Linked DNA regions of Bombyx mori: region 2 is linked to region 1. Evidence: chromatin contacts called from public Hi-C data. All regions are on one chromosome and are shown on one strand. Each heading gives the region's core, a stretch centred on a gene start, on an enhancer-like site or on the middle of the called end of the contact. The rest is flanking DNA. Distances are from core to core; before and after follow the strand shown.

Evidence for each region. A called contact is a pair of places that touch in the nucleus more often than the background predicts.
Region 2: a Hi-C map of posterior silk gland shows a contact between it and region 1, with 1.7 times the contacts expected there. The contact joins two enhancer-like sites. A contact is called at or near these places in 2 of 7 Hi-C or Micro-C datasets (posterior silk gland and whole pupa).

The regions. Positions count from the first base shown.
Region 1 is chr4:3,242,141-3,249,257 of ASM3026992v2, reverse strand. All of the region lies in intron 2 of LOC101737547 (zinc finger protein Gfi-1b), which reads right to left. Among protein-coding and RNA genes, the nearest start is that of LOC101737547, 44 kb to the right of the region's middle. Within about 2 kb of position 5,712, at least 5 of the 8 cell types and tissues checked have open chromatin away from gene starts, as enhancers often do.
Region 2 is chr4:3,306,711-3,314,348 of ASM3026992v2, reverse strand. No RefSeq gene overlaps it. Among protein-coding and RNA genes, the nearest start is that of TRNAQ-UUG, 6.4 kb to the right of the region's middle. Within about 2 kb of position 2,453, at least 1 of the 8 cell types and tissues checked has open chromatin away from gene starts, as enhancers often do.

The sequences.
Region 1 (7,117 bases), core at 4,463-6,962:
ACTTGGAAATAATATAATGACAATAAAAAATGCGAGAGTAAACCTTAAAAGAAGTTTTAATTACGGTAATTTTTTATTTATTTATTGAGTATCTTCTAATACCGTATGTGTAGATTATATATACTACAGCGTGTTTTTAGCGGGAATAGTCATGCATTTTGATATAACGGGTAACAGATGCTATACAAAACAATTAAAGCTTCGTCCACATGTTTTTTTTCCTACCTAATCGTTGGTAGCGTATTTTTTCCTACCTAAGCTGGTAGCCTTGAGAGGCTATGCCATCGTAACCGAGCGAGTAGGTGGTGGTCTAAGGAGTTATTCCAACTACACGCGGACTGGTACTTGAGCTCATGGGTTCAACCTGAGCGAATTGCTAACCAAGAGCAGTGCTTCGCTGATTCTACCACCAGATCGAAATCTCGACCCACTGAGAAGATCCGGCGAGAAATTGAGGGGGTTGTATCTATGGGACGACCACTGGAATTCCGTTTTAATGACTACGGATTCCGTAGTAATGTATGTAAAATTGAAAATCGAATTAAAATATTAGTAAGTGACTAATAAGCACGTAGCGGCAGATAAGATACCTAACGTAGGCCCGCATGGATTCGTCAGATAATCATTTAATGAATGTATAAATCAAATGTTATCATTCAGTTTTAATGTTTTATTTTTTTATCAATCTTATAACGCGTTAATCTGTTTATCGGCATAGATTAGTAGATTAGTGAATCTAGCGTTGTAAACGACGATTTATAATGTATTGAAAATTCTTCAATAAAGTTAACGGCCTTGACTTGGAACATTTTTACGTTTTTTTGTTTCTGAAAGTTCCGTATTTTTTTCTTTCAAATATTAGCTTCCGTTTATGCTCTTATCGAAATAAATAAATACATTGTTATTTTATAATAGCCTGCCAGCTGGGTGTATTCACGAAGAAAGTTTGTGTGTGTGTTTTTTAATTGTCGTTGATTGGAGGTAGACATACATACAAGTCGTCGTGGCCTTGATGATAAGACGTCCGGTGCATACGTGTTGAGCGATGCACCGGTGTTCGAATCTCAGGCGGGTACCAATTTTTCTAATGAAATACGTACTCAACAAATGTTCACGATTGACTTCCACGGTGAAGGAATAACTTCGTGTAATAAAAATCAACCCCGCAAAATTATAATTTGCGTAATTACTGGTGGTAGGACCTCTAGTGAGACCGCACGGTTAGGTACCACCACCCTGCCTATTTCAGCCATGAAGCAGTAATGCGTTTCGGTTTGAAGGGCGGGGCAGCCGTTGTAACTATACTTGAGACCTTAGAACTTAACTAGAGGTGGGTGGCGCAATTACGATGTAGATGTCTATGGGCTCCAGTAACCACTTAACACCAGGTGGGCTGTGATCTCGTCCATCCATCTAAGCAATAAAAAAATTAAAATAAAACGGACTACCAGATACTGAGTAGTCACCGAAGTCCTTACTCATCAATTGCAGAATAGACCTGGATCAGATTTAAGCCCCGCTTGAAAAAAGGTCTTCTCTGTTAATGTTAAGCTATAAGCGCATCGTGTTCTTTCATCGATATTATGTCACCTTCGAAGAAGAACGAGGAGAAAGAATCAATTTAATTGAATATGTTGAAAATCGTTTTCTTTTGCTCTTATTGCACATACAGGTACATATGTTTATAATAACACACTTTAGCATTAGTGAACTAATTCGTAATCGGAATCCATACTTAGAATATGGCGGACCAAAAGTTTTAAAAAATCTATATATTAATACGTGAAGCAAAAACTTTGTATCCCTTTTTACGAAAATTGCGCGGACGGAGGAGTATGAAATTTTCCACACTTATAGAGCATATAGAGAAGAAGTTCATAATGCTAATATTTTTTTAGAAAACAGTACACACACTACATACCATGTATTTGACGCACACACGCATGCATACTATTTATTGTCAATATTTTGTTCTTAACGTCTGTTGTCAAATTGAGAATAGATTAAATATTGTTTGTCTTTATTAATATTTTTTTATAGTGTAGCCTTGCCGAAATTTGTGATTATAGAAGTATAAAATACAATCGTAATAGTGTACAAACTTACAATGCCAATTAATTATAGTCGAATTTCGACTACTGCGGGACCTCTAGTATATATGAATATGTAAATGTTTGTAAAACATTGTAATCCTAATGGATTTATTTCCAATAATCCACAAAGCAAAGATTACATTAAATAAAGTATATGATCGAAGGTTAAGTCGTGTTTAGCGTAGGTACGTGATATTATACCAGCATATAATGACCTCGTATTACAAGATTTACATCTACACAAAAAGCTTATTTTATATTAGTTATTATTTGTTTAATAACCGGTATAAAATGGAATCCGGTGTCCATATATTTATGACGTGAGCAGGGTTCAATTTATATCTTTATACACGTTCAATAAAAGTGTTGATTTGATATCTGTGTATTGATTCCTTAATCTTTATGACTGTGTTTTTGAGAATATCCAATTTGTTAGATAATTGTTACGTGTTACCGAGTTTTATATAATTTAAACACGTGGAATAGTTTTTATTGGGCTTCAGAGATACAAAGCTTAAAAGTCCAAAGTTTGTTCTGCTACAGAAGCCGGAAATACATCTAAGAAAAGAATAAGCACAGTTTCATGAGCCATCCGTGAGGCACCATCGCCTTGCCTATTTTTACCGCGTAACAATCATGTGATTGAGGGTGGAACAGCCTACATATAATTCAATAGAGATGTAGACGTCACATTTCAAAGATGGCGGCGGTCACGATATGATGTCTATGGCTTCCAGTAACCAGCTTACACCCAGCGGGCTCTGGGTTTTTTCGTCCATATGCCCAAAAAAAAACGCATAGTAATACCGTTAGCAATTGGCGTGTTGGACACCAGTTAGCAAATATTACTCGTGCCTCGTTTGCGTTTTAGATTATTTAACCAGGTGCCGAACCGATGTCATTATCTGACCATACGTCACCATAAAACTGCCAACTAATAAAGATAGCGACACACCGAGCACCCGGAAACGAATCTCGCAGGTTTTATTTCTTGGTCTCTAATTGATGTGAAACATCTATAGCCGCACGTAAAACCGATTTCTGGCATGGCGACGCATGCCGTGGCGACGCGTCGCCATGCGCAATCGACTGTGCGATTCTCTCCCACTCGATCCGGCGTTAAGCCATCTCTCTCGCTACACTGAGCTCGGATACCTATAGTGTATACTCCGTAGTGTATACAGTGTTGTTTACTACAGTACACATAACCTGTGTGTTACTTGAAAACAAAATATTTTTTCGTAATATTTTATATTATCATTATGACATATTTAGTTCCTATCACAATCTGTTATTTTCTGCATATTAATTTTACAAAATAATGTCGATGTTTCACATCTGCCAGGCGTCCCGTGACGGCTCACATTTTTTTGATGGTAATTACATATATTAGACATTGTTCTTTTTATTTTGTCGTTTACGTCAATTAGTCACCATCGATTGACAAATATGTAATTAAAATGTCTAAAAATAATGTTTTAAATTAATTAACGTTAATATCATAAATTGGAATTTTATCGTTACGTCCAGTATCCCGCAGCCGCGTCACCAATCCGTCCGTTGTGGACCCGCCCTAATCCGACGCGTCACGTCCGCCTAACGTGGCATTATACATGTCAACGACGCTTGCATAATATTTGATAAATCAGGACTTAGGCGGCGTGATCACAAGAATGATAACTCAAGTATGGATTACGAGGCCACGCCCGTATTTGAGAATATCGGACTGAGATATTACGTGAAAACTCCAAAAATGACAGGCTTCTTCTACGATTCCTCTTTGATTTAATCTTGTTTTTTCTTTGTAGAACTGGGCAAAGACATCAATTGTAATTTGAAGTGATCGTCAACCTATGTACTTTTTAGTAGTTTTTTTTTTTCGCAAGCCTCAGTTTTGTATTTGATTTCTGATACAATTTAAATCGATATAACATTTTTCAACATGCTATACAATCTTTTGAAATAGCCCTAACCTTCAAAACATGCCCTTCTCAATTTGTTTAGCTCCCCAATCAGTTAAATCACCTTGGACGTTATCGCGCATTTTAAACTGTCAAATTTACTTATATATATTTGTTGATTTTGATAATAACATCAAAGATTTTCTGTATCGGCATTCTTAATAGTGATTTAGACAATGTCAGGTAACGATAAATATTTTCATAGAACTGTGACGTATGGCTCCGTAATCCTCAGTTACAAAAGATATTCGACTTTCGTAACATGAAATGAATGTATTTTATTACATTGGATTTCTTGAGACTTATGACGTTTCGTGACGTAAGCAGACCTGTTTCTAAATTGTTATGTAAAACTATTCTCCCAATACATTTTTCACGATCACGCTCATCATAAACTCAATATTTTTGAGTATTTTTCCAAATCCAATTCATTTTTACAATCACGATTAAAGGGATTTTCAATATCGCGTTACCTCGTATCGTTTCGGATTTTCCACAAAATACTCAAATTTCAAGCAAATCATGAATAATGATGTATTTATGGCGATGACTTATGTATGTGTATTTTCAAAAATAAAACTGTTCGATTTTCTTACATTTTCATAATCTTGTGTTTTCTAATAACTGACTCGGCTTATGATTGTCTCGTCCGAATTTCAATAAGTTTGTTGTGTAAATTTTAATTTTTTTGGAACATTTTTATAACTTTCTCATATTCTAATTTATACTTTTCAGACATTAAAGTCTAATTGGTTCGATCGTTCTAAAGAGATGCAATGACCTTCCAATGAAAAGTTTTTTTTTTTTTTTTACTTCCAATGTGTGGCTACCGCCTGTGGGTGTAAGTATGATAGGGTAATTGGCGTTTTCCCGATGATTCTTCTCATGAGCATGGACCGACCTATAAGGGTTGAGGCCGTGGCCCCCCGCTATCGCCGCTCTAGCCGCGCTGACATCAGATGGAAGACTGCGACCGAGATCGTTGTCTTCCATAAGTAATCTGGAAGCAACCTTGTCGGCGGTCCGCGGATCCCGGCGTCGCTGATCGTCGACGACCCGTCGGTTGGGCGTCCTCGGAGTGGCACAGGGAGCCTGGTTATAGTGTTGATCGCGGGAACCTCTCTAGTCTGCCCGGGTTGTGATTTCAGGCGGAAATCGGACACAGAGTGAGAGAGTGTAAAGTTTTGGTGAGTAGAGGTCTAAAAACATCCTAGAGTGCGCGATCTGATCCCAAACATCAGCAGATCGTCAGTACCCCGTACACATGCTCGCTCGCCCCCTAGGCGCGGAATCTTGGCAGAAGGAAGGAAGGTTGAGCCCCCTGTCTGAAAAATAGGGTAAAAGGCGTTACCCATCATGAGACATTACATTGATGCTCCAAAATGTATTGTATAACGGCTGTAACGGGGTTTAAATTGTTATAAAATGTTTTTGGTATAGGAATACGCAGAATCGTGGTACCTTAGCTGTAACAGTGTATATGTATCAGAAATATAATGATTATCTTTAATAATGATATTTTCGTTTTTCCACCAATTATTGGTGACTGTATTGAAATAACATTATTTTTTATCTTATCGTTTGTATTACGTAACATGGTGACCCAGCTTTATCTGGCGGCACGGCACAACGGTCCCGATTCCTCTGTCGATTCCACGAACTATTTGCTGAAACAATAGCACGCTTCATGTTTACGTCTTGAACAAACAAGTTTGTGCTTTCACTCAACATCAATCTCGGCGAAGGCGCCCTTACCTCAAGGACATAAGAGCGCTATTCGCATTGAACGCAGATTAAGGAATGCTAGATTAGGTTTGTGTCGTGTCAAGATGTGGGGGCGGCGCTTTTGAGATTAAACTCTCTTTTGATAATTGCTGGTAAACAGAAACGTTGTAATTCTGTGATTGTCGCGATGTAAAGAGGTTTATTTTTTAATGATTTCCAAATTTGTGATTTGGGTTAAACAACTAGACGTTAATCTTAATTGACTGTCGCGTTTGTTTAAGAATAATCAGGCTTTGTTTTGAAGTTCTTTAGAAAAGGAGTTTATATTTTGGAATTAATTATGTTAAAACGAAAATTAAAAGTGGAAAAAATAGTAGATTACATGTAGAATCGAATGGTGATTGATTTGTGTGTTGAATTTCAATGATTAGAGCTATTGCCAATGGCTTAGCCTCTGAACAGCTTAGTTCTAGTTAATTTGCGTACAGACGTCCATGGCCTAAATACGAGACGCTTAGTATATAGAGAGATGTCTTATAGAGCAATGGGACTGTTCCGAGGTTCAATTCCGAATGCAAGTATCAATATGTAGATAGATACTATGTATTTAGCACGTGCTCATGAAGGACTTCTGCTACAGTTTTTTTTTATGTTTGAGTGATTACTGGCTCAGCCAGAACAAGGTGGGTTTTGCTAAGAACTACCCGAGCGCCTCCAAAGAAGACCTAACAACTCAAGAGTAGCTGCTTCGCGAATGAATCTACTACGGGATCAGAATCGCGATCCTAAGCATCAGCGGCTGATCAGCTTAAGGTGCCTAATGCAAGAGTTATTGGATCTGATGGATCCGTAAGGACGTGTTCTACTATAGTCTCTTTGCTAAATTAATTGATTGAAATATGATTTGATAATAAGATATAATAGAGAAATAATATTAATGTTGTTCACAAAAAAATTAAGGATTTAATTTTTTTTTATAAATGACAACAAAATAATGTATTATTTTTAGTTTCCTTTTTTCCTAGCTTTGTATATTAAATTTAATGGCTTTGTTTCAACTAAGATCGTCGCTCTATTGTTTGTTACGCCGCAGTAATTTTTGTTTAGGAGCCCTATTGTGCATACACAGGCTACAAAGACAGTAGTCATTTAACCCAGACCCCTCCCCCGGTTATCCTTCAGGAGAAGGCAGCTTGGGATCGAGTTTGCCTGGCCCTTAAGGCCAAAAATATAAATTTCACGAATGCCCGTAACCTCGCGAACGGCATTCAAATTAAGGTTCAAACACCCGACGACCATAGGGCCCTCTCTTCTTACCTCCGTAAGGAGCGTATAAGT
Region 2 (7,638 bases), core at 1,204-3,703, 68 kb before region 1:
TGAAATTTCATCACAAGTACTTGAACTTGATGTGGTTGAAAGTCTCGGTAATTCATAACATGGATCTCGTACAGAATCATCACTAGAGAAGTCAAGTACAGGATGGTATGTTAAACTACTGACTTGACCTGATGATGTCGACGGTATAGGATTGTCTGCCACTAGGTTCTCTGAGTTCAAAATCGACTGTTGATTTACATTTTCTAAAAAAGGACAAGACAATCATCTATTTATAATGATATAATATTGATATAATTACGTAATTTGCAAATCATAATTTTGAAGATATGTGAAAATATACCTTCATTGCTTTCCAGATGAGTGGATAACGCCATTTCAACTAATTTCTTGCATCTTTGAATATTCATCTTAAATAATTAAAATATTTAAGCACTCACACACAACTAACTAACACAACTAACCAACAAACTGTGCACAATCGACAACATTAGTAAATTAAAACCACTTACCGAAGTATTGTTTACGTTATAAATATTTTTAAGTAACCACTTTCTCTAAAGAAATGTTACATTTTGATGTTCTTTATAACATAAGTCAGACTTCTTACGTTAATAACTTTGTACTTATGGTGTTCCTTAGAACATAAGTCCAGTTATGTTTTTTAGTTCGTTTGATTATATTAGGATTTCTTAAGGTTGATACAGAACGCCGCTTGAATACGCCATGAAATACTTGAGTTTGATTTATGTGCTTTAGTCAGATTGTGTGTTGAGCAAAATGTAAACCGATGATGTAATAAAAAATAAACTGAAAATTTTGACTTATGTGCTTTAGTCTGCCGACCCTAGCATTGCTCTGCCTACTTCTGCTGGAAGAAGTTCGCAGGAATCTTCTATACGTCACGGACAAGGCAAGTCCAGAGCTTGTTGTGTACTTTGGAGGAGGTCTTTGCCTAGCAAAGTTGAGTGATAATATTGTTTCGTTGTCATCATTCACAAATAGAACCGCTTTCAAACTACATACCAGAACACGCTGACGATCCGGTTTATATTAATTTAAATAAAATTTCCAGTACTAATTACATTCGTGCAATAAAACCCAGCTACGATTATCTCAAATCGGGCATCGCGTGTAAACTCCACATCGAGTCTATCCCAGAGAGGATTCATCCCTCTCAATTATGCGTATTAATTGTTTAGTTTCAACACTGCACAGCTCTTTGTGCCGACATAATTTTCAATTTACGATAATTAAAGGTAATAAAAGTAAAATTTTCATTGGTTTCCCATTTCGTACCGAACATTGATGGATACCCTGAAAGTGTGTACATATGTATTTTTTTTATTGCCTTTGTGAGCAAACGAGCATGCGGCCCACCTGATGATGAATGGTTAACGTCGTCCATGGACTTCAGCAATGCCAGGGGCAGAGCCAAGCCGCTGCCTATCGATAAGCACTCTCTCTACATGCTTTGTTTGAAGAAGGATAATATGTCATAGCGCTCGGGAAACACCGTGGAGGGGAGCTCATTCCAAAGCCGGATGGTACGTTCCAAAAAATATCTCTGGAAACGCACTGTGGATGACCGCAGTGGCTCCAGGTAGTATGTGGGTCTTATGTTTTGTTAATTAAATTCCGTATCAGAAAGTAAACATTAATTTCGTATAAAAAAAATTGTTATTGAAATTATCTATCCCAAATGTGAATTGAAGTCATTAAATTAAAATAATCTGTGGTCACAATTTAATTGAAGAACAAATGCCAACAATAAATACTTAATATGTCGTTTACAACTTTTTAGAATGGCTTTAAGCCATTGTTTTTTGTGTTTTTAAGTCGTCGTGGCCTAAAAGATAAGACATCCGGTGCATTCGTATCTAGTGATGCAAGTTACCTGCCTATTTCTGCCGTGAAGCAGCAATGCGTTTCGGTTTGAAGGGTGGGGCAGCCGTTATAACTATACTGAGACCTTAGAACTTATATCTCGAGGTGGGTGGCGCATTTATGTTGTAGATGTCTATGGGCTCCAGTAACCACTTAACACCAGGCGGGCTGGGAGCGCATCCACGCATCCAAGCAATATAAAAAAATAGGTTTATTATTGATAATTCAATAAATACGAGTATACTTTCTGTCAACATAATGTGACTCTTAGGAAAATACTATCTAACATAACATTGTATTATCAAGGATCCGAGATAATCTAACAGCGAATGTATGGATCAACAATGAAGGAATTTATCACACTGTATCATGCTGTCATTTTTATGTCAAAAAAAGGGAACTCAAATTTTTGAATATACTTTTATTTGCTTGTACATTCACAGAGGTGTCCCCGAAAAGACTGCCTTAAGATATTCAATATCTTTGAATCGTTCGTAAATTCTGCATTACTATACGCTTCGGAAAGAATATGATAAAAAATACCACCTCTGAATACAGAATACATAAACTGAGGACTGTGTTGCCAAGTCAATGAATAGGAAAACCCAAATGATAAAATGTGGGAATGGCTATGACAGATGATCATCGACGGTACTTGATTTGAAAGATTTCCTCACTGAGAGATGTTTAATTTTCTACAATAAAGGTTTAAAATAATTATTTGTAATAAAGGACTAAAAAAAACGGTACGCCTGCAACTTGGTGCACGTCAATGAAGTGAAATTTCTGTTTTGATGTGTAGTATTTCGGTTTTTCTTTTTTCATCCTTAAATCAGACTGCTCTAATAGTCCTGCTAAAAGTCCCAAAAAATTAATCATTAAACCTGTTTTTCCTTATAGCTCCAATAATTCGAGTTTCCTAGCAACACACGATGCGACCGTGAATGATTGATTCTATAGTCGGGGTGTCGCATAAAATATTGATGCTCTACGTCATAAACCTACCCTTTCGGAGGCGAATTGACCATCGTAGCTTTTTGCATAATTTTTTTGCTTCCACGCACCTTGATTCGGTTGAGTGTTCCGTAAATTTAAGACGTTTTTCACGACTTTGAATCGCTGGTATACATTTAAGCGATGGATCGACTTTTATCGGGAAATGTATTTTGTTCGACAACATTTTATATATCAAATATGAATAAATAGTTTCTGTAATGGAACAACAGTCTGGCAATTATTTATGTCTTCGCAGTAGGTCTGTCTAGCTGTTATTTTTATTTTAATTGCCATCTGACCTCCACATTAATCTTTTTAAAAATATCTGGTATACTGGTAACGGTCTAAGTGTGTGCGTCTGTATTTAGCGCGAAATGTGTCCATATATAGTTGAGCTATCTATTGAACTCCGAAGGAGACCTAACAACTCAAGAGCAATTGCTTTGCGAATGAATCTACTGCCAAAGTAGTACTGCCAAAAAATCTTTGGCAGTAGATTCATTCGCGAATCAATTGCTCTTGAGTTGTTAGTTCTCCTTCGGAGGCGCTCGGGCAGTTGTTAGCAAATCCCACCCCTCCTGGCTGAGCCTTTGCTCGGCCACCTGTCCTGGTGAGGCCGGTAAGGGGGCCGGAGAATCTTTCAATCATAAAAAAAGTGCTTCAAGCATCAAGAACTTTTTTTCTGTGGGATGCCACAGACCTGTATTTAACCTTAATCATATACGAGGGGTGAAAGGTAATTTGGTTTAAGCGACATTATATCACTTTACAGGAGAGTGACTCATATAAAGTTTGAAATTTTGAAAAAAATATCATAACAAAAAACTTCTTCATCTATTTTAATGGAGTAAACTTGATTGAAGTTTAATTAAAAACATCGAACTGTTAATGTTAATACCAAATAAATTGCAAATTTAATTACAAAGATAAATGTCGCGTATTACGCGAAATGTCGCTTAAACCAAATTGCCTTTCACCCCTCGATATTATAAGCTTTTATATGTGGCGGGTAGCCATCATACAACGCAAGATAATTGACAGATGCCTGAATCTAGCTTACGACATTTTCAAGCTAAAGCGCATATATACAAGTTCCGAACAAGAACATTTGGACCGTCGGTCTACCGAGCAATATCATCCGCTCGGTGGAAGATCTTCCCTTTGTCGTATATTCCTACAACTATTATTATAGTTTTAGTATAGTAACTATAGTATAGTATAGTAACTATTTATTTATAGTTTCAAGTACTAAAAAAATACATTTTTTCCTACCTATGCTGATAACCTTGACTGGCTATTTCAGCTTTAGAGAAGAAAAGAAGAAAAAAAGATTAGTCTGGTTTGAGCCCCGTGAGCTCACCTACAGCTTCCCCCTAACATGTAGGTGAGCTCACGGGGCTCAAACCAGACTAATCTTTTCGTGACTTTTACTACTAGATCCCTTAAACTAAAGAACTAACTCTGTTCTGTAATTCTAGTTGGAGGTAGAAAGAGAGGAACTCCCCTTTAAGCTTACGGACAGGCACGGACGTATAATTTAAGGCCCGACGCATATTATAGGACGTCTCAACTTTTCACCAGTTTCCCGAGCTATTTTCCCATTACATATTTCCCAAATTTTCCCAATGGCATTTCAATGTGCAGTTTGTCCAAAATGCATATCGACGGAAGAAAGCGGAATTGTCGTAACTTGAAAAAAACACCAGAGCCATATGTATAATAATAATATAATATAGTAAAAAGTGATTTAGCATAAAATACAAGTTACGACATTTTCGCTTTCTTCCGTCGATATAGTAGGCAAGGCTGATTGAGCGCACAAGGTTTTTAAGCCAAAAAAAAAATATTGTTCAGAACAAATAAAAGAAACAATATCAGTACACAGCGTGACTCCTATAAAATATAGCGTATATCGTATAAATTTACCGACCTATCACTTAGCAACGTATTGGCACTCGTAAATAATCGTATAACCAAGGTTCAGTCTGTCGTATTTATGACGATATAAAAATTCGATGCGACCGATCGTATTGTAAGTAATCACATTTCATTTAGATATTACGATGACGGGTTATTAGTTTATTATTGACGTTTCGTTTATATTAGATACGTTCCTCTGAAGGTTTTCGCGAACGAGAATCGTTGGTAATACACTGATGATTATTAACTAAGTGAAACTTTCAGAGTATTGCAATGAGATCAAAGGTATTCATTCATCTATTGCAGTTGTTGTCTTCTGTAGGTAAACGTTCCAACTGTAATTATGCGGCTTTCACTTTAAGACGGCCCTCCAGTTGTTATTGTTTTACGGTAGACACTGGCTTGGGTCTGCCCCTGGCGTTGCTGAAGTCCATGGGCGACAGTAACCACTCACCATCAATTCAGGTGGGCCGTATGCTCGTCTGCCTACAAGGGCTTCGAGAAGGTTATCCCCATATAGCCTGCTGCTATATAGCCATAACCCCCATATTCCCAAATATGACGATAACCCGAAGATGATAATATTGTTATGCCGGTAAGAGGAACACCATCTAAGGCCGAATAGCCGGACGAATATCGAAGGATCTATTAACATCTAAAGCGATCGAGGAGTACAACGCCATCTATTGTCAGAGAGCGGAAACACAGATCGAATGTATTCGACTTGTGAGGAATATTCTCGACGATTCTAGGGATTTCGTTTCGACTATTTTTATAATTCGTTGCAGAGATGGCACGCAGTCAGTAATCGGAAGTGTCCGAAGCGAAACAACGATTGTATCACCTGAAGCGACCATCGAGATCTTCTCAGAGGCTCGCAATTCCGATCCGGTAGTAGATTCTGCGAAGCACTGCTTTTGCTAGGGATAGTGCTAGCAAATGTGAGCTCACTTGCCCGTCAAGGCGTAGTTGGAACAGTCTCTTAGGCTACCATGGAATAATAGGTTGGGAAAATAAAACTTCGCCCGCAAAGATCGTCTAGACCAGTCTTTCCCAAAGTGGGCGATAACGCCCCTTTGTGGGCGCTGCAGGCCTAAAGGGGGGCGGAAAGAGACTCAAAAAAATGGGTGCGTTGTGTGGAGGCTTGGGAGGCAATTTGTTATTTCATCTAGAAAGACTCTTAGACACCGACTGAGCTCTAGCTATAGTGGTTTTTAAGTAGGTGAAAAAAGGGGGTGCTAAAAAAGAATTTATTCTCAGTGTGGGCAGTAGACAAAATAAGTTTGGGAGCCCCTGGTCTAGACGGTGGAATGGGCACGTGGAAACCATCACACTAAAGCAAAGCCGGAGAAATGATCTGTAGCATTCACCGGTTGTTCTTTGTTTTAATAATAACGTGTAGAACGAGAACGCAATGTCTTTTTCCTTTGCCGACCCGATGCGCCAATCGTATTTAGACTATACGGAAAGCAAGACTAACCAACTAAAAAATATCGATTTGTCCCAATTTAAAATTGTCTATTAAGGCCAAACAAAGATTACTTTAAACTAATGTATTAAAACAAAAGAATGACGCTCGAGACATCAAAAGTTTCAGAGTCAGCCCTGACTAAGACGGCTTGCGACCGAACATTTCCGAAACAACACTAGTTATATACTCACACTTTGTGAAAACTTTATCCGCCGCAGATAATGCATTCACCGAAGGAAATTCACAACATCCACGTACATTTAATATATTGGTTCACATTTTATCACACACAAATTCTTCGTGTACATTTCTATCAGCCAGGAACGTTATTTGAATGCTCAGGCTGTAATTGATTCGTTGCTTTGCCTCTTGAATTTCAATGGACTCGATTAAATTGGTGTAAGCGGCTCTTCGAGGGCGCTGCAAATCAAATCTGGAGGGGAGATACGTTTTTAAGAGACATCTTCATCTATTGAACGAATCAAACAAACAGTTAAAAATACCTGGTTGTTACAGCGTTACAGGCTTTGCATCAAATTAAAATTATCAGCCAGTAAACGAAAGTATCCAGTTGATATACTCGTAAATGCAATTTGTGTCGTGAATTTAAGACATATTTATTTGCGCATAGCCTACCAAATGGTAATACATTTGAAATTACCCGAATATTCCGAAACAAATATATATATAATATATATTTTTTTCTTTGCTTAGATGGGTAGACCTTTAACGACAAACGTTCAAATTGTTTAGGAACGCATAGACGACAAACATTCTAACAATAATTTTATATCGATAGATAAATGACTTTGATATAAGTAGATTTGATGTATAATAGTTACAGGTCTTAATTCTGTGATATAAGGGCTGTTAAAACTATTGCTACTAGCCAATGTAGATTTTTGTCAAGATAGAATTACCTAATAATTGAGTACACTGCCGCTACAAATGGAAGATAGCTGTATTTCCCGATTAAAATATTGACAAATGTTTAGGTTTCATTATGATTCTCTGACTTATTTGTAGCTTAGTGAAATTATCTGGCTTCAATTAAAATCGTTCATGATTTCAATGAATATTAAATTCTTCATAGAAATGGATAAATGCCAAAAGTTGCGAAGGTCTTAGGTATATATCATAAGAAACTGAACTAGTTGTCAATATTATTGTATCATATAACATAAAGATTTGCGGAAATATATATTATTATAAGGTAACCTATCGAATTCAATAATCCCACCGCTAATACCATTCAAACTCTTGAAAACTCTAAACGGATTCGACGTCTCAACTAAGCGACAGTTTTAAAGTACCCTCGCTTTTTTAACTCGATTTCTGGCTTGCTCCAACTTCATCGGTAGCCATCTTTATGTAAATGCGCCGACAAAGATGTTTTTCAGTTGAGG